Linked DNA regions of Pan troglodytes: region 2 is linked to region 1. The links are chromatin contacts, called in public HiChIP or PLAC-seq maps. All regions are on one chromosome and are shown on one strand. The core of a region is the stretch at or near the end of the contact, and the rest is flanking DNA. Distances in the headings are between cores, read along the strand shown. Region 1 holds the start of FYN (FYN proto-oncogene, Src family tyrosine kinase). Region 2 holds the start of CCN6 (cellular communication network factor 6).

The links. HiChIP or PLAC-seq counts read pairs in DNA pulled down with a chosen protein or histone mark.
Region 2: a contact with region 1 is called in an H3K4me3 HiChIP or PLAC-seq map of stem cell-derived excitatory neurons, with 5 times the contacts expected there. The contact joins the promoter of CCN6 here to the promoter of FYN in region 1. A contact is called at or near these places in 1 of 7 Hi-C or Micro-C datasets (stem cell-derived neural progenitor cells) and 1 of 1 datasets of contacts at active chromatin or transcription factors (stem cell-derived excitatory neurons).

The regions. Positions count from the first base shown.
Region 1 is chr5:123,802,557-123,805,805 of NHGRI_mPanTro3-v2.0_pri, forward strand. It overlaps FYN (FYN proto-oncogene, Src family tyrosine kinase), which reads right to left and starts at 1,806. Exons shown (of 15, transcript XM_063812641.1): 1 at 1,679-1,806.
Region 2 is chr5:123,976,713-123,980,032 of NHGRI_mPanTro3-v2.0_pri, forward strand. It overlaps CCN6 (cellular communication network factor 6), which reads left to right and starts at 1,434. Exons shown (of 8, transcript XR_010157772.1): 1 at 1,434-1,605.

The DNA of each region.
Region 1 (3,249 bases), core at 556-3,055:
TAGTTAAACCACTTCCTCCAAAAGTCTGTGAGTCCCTTCATCTGAATACAGGGTACCCATGGAGCAGGGACTGGGGAAGAAGACAGTACACAGGGTGGAAAGTATTGCAGTTGCTTGGGTGGTGAGAAAGGAAGTGGGCGTCCCAAGACTACCTTGAAGCAGGCAAGAGGCAGTCTGCAGTGGTCTTCCAAATGCTAACTCTAGACCGTTTTATCCACGTCCCCAGGTATTTACTTCAATAAAAGGGTAAAACAACATCACTGGGCAGACAGGATTTCATTTCAAAAGACTTCAGCACAGTGCCCTCTTAGACTTGAGAGAAGAAGCCATTCAGGCTGCCTCCCTCTTATCAAATACCAATTTAATTCTGATTCAGAAACAAAATTCTTGTGACCCCCACACCAATCTACTCTACCCCAGCTCTTAGTACTTGTTCCCAAAAGGAGAGGGGAAAGAACGAGGGGATGGGGAGGCTACCTTAAAAGTAAAGCAACTCTTAAGACTGCTGGGATAACTGTTCCCTTAAATCTAAGAAACACTGCAGCTGCCAGTCAACACTACCGGTCTCTGAACACAGCAAAATGCCGACACCTGCCACCCGGCATCTGGGGGTTCTTTTATTTTTTGGTAAATGTGGCAGGAAAGACTCAGAGAGATCAACTGCTTCATGGGAAAGAAAGGGAAGCCCCAGGGAAGAGAGACAAGAAGCATCGTGCCTATCCTAGGGTACTTTGTGTGTCTCCTCTCTATGCACTGAAAGGGCTCTTTGTGTCACACTCACACTCACACACACACACCCGGCGAGTCTGTGTGATTTATTGGGGGAAGGAGGGGCAAGAAGGGTGATTTTATTATCCCTCTTCCCAGTGAGTCCCAGCACATCTCTGCCTGGGCCCAAGCTCGGTGGCCTCCTTCTGGCCCAGTCCCCTCCGCCTGTGGCCGCAGAGATAACAGAGGGGAGGAGCCCAAACAAAAACAGCCATGGATCTAGGGAAGTAGAGAGGAAATCCAGCGAGGGAGCCGGAAAGGAAGGAGAAAGGAGCTGGAGGGAGCAGAGGGGTGGGGGACAGAGGAAGAGGAGGGAAGGCTCCAGCACAGGGGAAAGGGGAAGGGTGGGTGGGTGGTGGCACAGGAAGAGTGAAGGGGAGGATGGGGGAAGTGCAAGGGAGGTGCCAGAAATAGGCAGGAGGATGGGTTGGAGAAGGCGACCGCCGCCGAGGGAGGAGGCCGAGAGGTGGAGGAGTGGGGCAGGGGTTGGGTGGGGAGGGAAGCAGCACGGGGCATCAATTATTAAGTGATTACATCATCCCTGACATTAAAACAACACACACAGCCCCAGTCCCCGCGGGGGGCCCCAAAAGGAGGGCGGGGGCGGAGTCTGGGCCAGCCTCGCCCCCAAGCCAATTCCCATTTTCACCCGGCGCCCGCTTGCGGGCGAGGAAATGGGGTCCCCATCCCCGCGCTGCCTCGGGGCCGCACCCCGCAGGGGTGTCCTCCGGTGCAACCGCGGGAAGACCCCAAGCACCGACTTCCCGGCAGCCCCGCGGAGCGCCCCGGCGGCCAAGGGACCGCAGCACCGGGCCCCACGGCGGGGGCGGCGTGCGCGGGGGCGCCGGCGGCCGGGCTTCTCCGCAGCATCCCCGAGGCCTCCCGCGACGCATCCCCGCCGCCTGCTTACCTGCGCGGCGCTCAGGCTCCGGAGCCCACTCACATGGTCCTCTCCCCGCCCTCCTCCGGCGCGGCCGAGGCGGCTCCGGGGGCTCCCCGGCGGGCCCGGGAGCCGGTGGGCCTTCCGAGAACACCGAGGGGGCGGCGCCGGGGTGTCCCCGGCCCGGCGGCCGAATCCCTCCCTGGCGCGGGCGGCGGCCGCCGGGCGGTGCGGCGCGGGCGGCGGCTTTGTGTGCGCCCGGGCGGTCCTCGGTGCGCTGGGAGAAGCGCGGCGAGCCCGGGCGGGAGAGGACGCGCCGCTCGCAGAACAACCTCGCCTCTACTCTCGCCGCCGGCCGGCGGGCGGGTCTCGAAGGCCTTCGGCTCGCGGCGACCCCTCCTCCTCGCCCGCGGCAGCCCCCTCCTCGCCGGCTCCGCTCCTGACAGATGGCGCAACTGCAACGACGCGCCGCCGCCACCAGCGCGGCTGCTCGCTGCTACTCTTGCTGATGCTCTGCCCCTCCAGCTCCGGAGGGGAGGGAGGAGGGGGCGGGGCGCGCCTCGAGAGTGACAGGCCCGGCTGCCCTATCAAAGAGCCCCTTGGGAGCTGCGGGCCGCAACCATTGGCGCCTGGGGCGTGGGCGGGACGGCAGTGGGTGGGGCCGCCGAGTGGGTTGAGCGTTACTGTGGCAGCGGGCATCCCAGGGTGCGTGCGGTGCAGGGTGTGCAAGAAGATGCGAGGTTGGAGGAGGAGGTCTGTGTGTTTTTAAGGATTGTGTGGAGTTGTGAGGTGGCGGAGTAGGGCGGGAGAAAGAGCGGAGAGTGTGAACTGCAGTTTCCGCTTTGCGGAAGGTTGCAGCTGCTGCTGCAGATTGGCACCTGCCATTCCCCCAAAACCATGGGAAACTGCCTCGAGACAGGGCTATCTTGCCTTTCTGGTGTCTTTTCATTTGAGGGTGAGAGGATGAAATGGAAAATTGGGCGGTGATAGCAGCGTTTTCTTTGATCAAACTGAAAAGAGTACGGAGCAAAGTAGAATCCTGTCCTGAAACGTGGAAACGCACAAGAAATAACAATGAGGAGGAGAAGGAGATTAGGATCATTTTATCAGTCCCCTATTTCTGCGGACACTCATTTATATTTTTTTTCTAGCAAAAGTCTGGAGGAAGTATTACTGAAATGGGGGGAGGGGCCAAGCGGCGACTAAGGAACCTGAAATGACAGAGATTTGTTCGTACATTCCCCGCCCCCCCCCAAAAAAACCTCGTTTAATTGTAGTCATTGGTTGTCTTTGGTTTCTCATAACATTCAAACTTCTCATGTTTTTTTCCCCTTCACTGAATCTGAGCTTTTGCTCATATTTCCCTTGATGAAATAATTGCCGGTTTAGTATACAGTTGGGAGTGCATCGGTCTTTATTTCCTATCCAGCTTTTCTATGGCAGGATGTAACTTCATAAAAAGAAACACTTTGGCTTCCTGATTTTCTTTATAGGTAATTCCTGTTTACTGAAAGTTCTGCTTTAAGGCATACTCAGAATCGCTCTCCTTAATGATTTTGGCAAGAATCCTACCTTCACCCTCAGCAAATCTAATGTTCTAA
Region 2 (3,320 bases), core at 184-2,683, 170 kb after region 1:
AGCGTGAGCTCAGTTTCGTTCTGTCAAGTCTTAAGACAGCATTTGATTTAGCAGTTGATTCAATTACATTACATGTGGATTTGGAAAAGTGGTGTGTGTGTGTGTGTGTGTATTTCTTTTAAACAATGATGTAACCTTTCTGAATTCAGGTGGAAACTGTCTTGATTGACCTCCGCGTACCAGGACAGATTAATTAACTCTCAGTTTCTTTCGTGAAACATACGAACACACCCTGAGCTCACTGAGAGCTCACAGCTGGTAGGACAGGGGGCTCCTCTTTAGTAGGCCCAGTGTGTTGTTTGCCTCTTTCCTAATCTGTTCATTCCACTTAATTGTATCCCGATAACGACACAATTTGAGCAAATATTAATTTGAGCAAATATTACTAAAACTGATGATACCCAGATACATGAAGAAAGATATTTCCAATGGAAAGAAAAAGCAAAATGCTTGGGAAAGATTCAACAGGAAAAGCTGCTTTAAATGTGTTGTTGAATTATATTTGATGGTTATGAGTACAGAATCTAAGATTCTTTAGTCAAGATGCTTTACACTGTCTCTAAATTCTCATTTCACAAAGGAAACTCAAATGACACAACATGGAGGATGCATTATATGTGTGGCTCATAAAGAGAGGGAACAATACAGCACTCTAATCAGCACATCTATATTCAAAGAAAGGCATTGGCTAAATAAAAACACTGGTGAGTAAATAGACAACTCAGTTCCCTGCTAAAATAAAATGTTTGTATAGGGAGGACTCCTGCGAGAGCCCCTTTCACTGCCCGTTGAGCGCCCTCTGCTGGCCCGGAGGGAAGGGTGCCACGGAGGGGACGGCGTGAAGGCCCCACCCACGGTTTAGTTTCAGATCAGCGCTTTTCAGTTCCAAGATACAGATTTCCGGTTCCAATGAATGCCGGTTGAAAATACGGCCGTGGTTTTAAATATCATGAAACTATTTTACGTCCGTAGTACTTTCATCTATTTTTATAAGAATGTTTTGTAACTGAGAAACCTAAAGAGATGATGAATTTCCCCCACCGCCCCCGGCTATTTTGCCTTTCAGTGACGCGGTAATATTTTACGATAGGTGCCGATTCAAATCAGTGGCTTTCAGAAAGTACAGCTGCTATTCTTTGGTGCCGCTATTCAGAATGACAATGTGAAATAAAAATGATTCTGACTATGGGAAGGTCTGATCTTCCTATGAATGAAAACAATCATGTGGGCCCCAGAGAGCTCTCTCTTTCCAGCTATCGAGGGACTTTTTGCAGAGAGAGAAAAGGATCCTAAAGCCATGTTCCCGATCCTGCAGACTTGGCGAGATGGCGGCGGGCTCCTCCCACCTCTGCGGCAGCGTCACAATCAATAATGCAGGGCACTGCGGCAGAGGAAGCGCCTGCTTTTATATAGGGGCGCCCGGACCCCAGAGCAGGGCTAGTCCCTTAACCCATTCCGCCATCTAGCGTCCGTAGGGGCTCATGGCATGTTGGAGCCGGACAGTCTGGAAACTGCAATCTAGATTTTGCAGAAGGGTGACATTTAGCCTTCTGCAAAACCTAGATCTCACTTAATGTAGATCTCACTGAAGAAGGCAAATAAAAAGTGAGTGGAATGTTTATTCATTTGCCTGTAAGATTAGTAACTTTAAGGCTAAAAACTCTAAAGTAAATATTTACCAAGCCCCTGCTGTAGGTCAGTCATGTTGTGGGTACCAAGGCTATGAAGATGTCTCAGTCTCTATTTTCAGTGACCCAGTCTAGTAGGGACAAGCCATATGAACATATGCCCAGTTAAATTTGAATTTCAGGTTAACAAGGAATTTGTGTGTGTGTGTGTCCCATATATGCTAAAGCAGTTAACAGGGCATCTATTATTATCATTATTTTTATAAGCAAAATCTTGCAACCGTGCATATAAACAGATGATTGCAGTATGGGCTTTACAAGGGCAGGGTGGCACGCTAATTGCTTGAGGAGCTTTGCTGTGGGTGCTGGTTAGGAAGCGTTCTCAGGGGAGAAGTCGTTTGTGCAAACCGCTTATCAGATAAAGCAGTGGGCAGGGTTGTCCTGGTAGAATCGCATAAGCAAAAGCAAGAGGCTGGGGGACTCACAGTACAGCAGGTCTGTGCTACCCGAGCTGGCAGGTGAGGCAAGGATAGTGCAGGGGTGAGGTTGCTTCGTCGTGGAAGGCCTTCTACTGTGCTTCCCAGGAGCTGCGTTCTATTCCAGGGGGAGTGAAAAAGGGTTTTGAGCGGGAGAGTGACATGATCTAATTTGTGTTTAAGAAAAAGAGATCAAATGGCAATGTTGAGGCTGGACTGGGGGAAGTAGGAAGCTTGGAGGCAGGGAGGCCTGAAGGAAATTGTCTAAGGTGAGTGAGCTCAGAAAAGTAGCAGAGCTTGAATGTGAATGAGGGTCTTTTGACTCCAAGTCCAGGATGCCTGTCACTGTCCCCATCTAATTGAATTATGATTCACATGTGCAAGCATTTTACAAATCAGGAATGACACACCACATTATGCATACTTTTCCTTCTCTGAAAGATTAGCTTCACCCACATTTGGAAATACTGGAAATTTTTCTGTCCTCCTCTTCTCTTGCTTCTCCTTTGCATGTGGTCGGCCTCGGTGTCTGCCTCTGATTAACTCAGCCCTGTTTCCCACACAGAGCTCCCCCTGCAAACCAGACTAACAAGGCCAAGTGACAAAATGAATTATAAACCTCTGAGATATTTGGCCTTGTTTTCCTTGGGCCACAGCCTGACTTTTTTAAAGGCCCTTGGAATGAGGACACCTGCTTATTTTCAAGGAGACTCTGACCCAAGCCCCACGCAGATGGCTGGGCAGAGCATTTTGTGGTGGTCAGAGGTTGCTCATTTTTGGACCTGGTTTATTAAAAGTTGGACAGGGGACCAAGCAGAGCCTGGCACCTCTTTGTCCCTCCATCCATGGTGGGGGGCACTGGCAGCACCTTAGCACGCACAGAACAGCCCCTCAGAGAATGCACAGGTGTTGATTAACAAGGCTTGTATACACGTTAGTGGAGGAAGAAGAGAAAACAAACCTACTCTCTCATGCACATGTGACTAGAGTCACGTTGGGATCTTGAGGCTAGTGCTTTGTAAAAAAAAAATGGGATGCTTTTAACAGAAAGACATATAGAAAAAAAGGTAAGTGAGATGTGCAATACAGTCACATGTCACACAATGATGTTTTAGTAAATGACAGTCCTCATATACAAAAGTGGTCTCATAAGGTTATAGTGTAGCTGAAAAACTCCAATCACCTAGTGCCATCATAGCCATTCCAACATCACAGT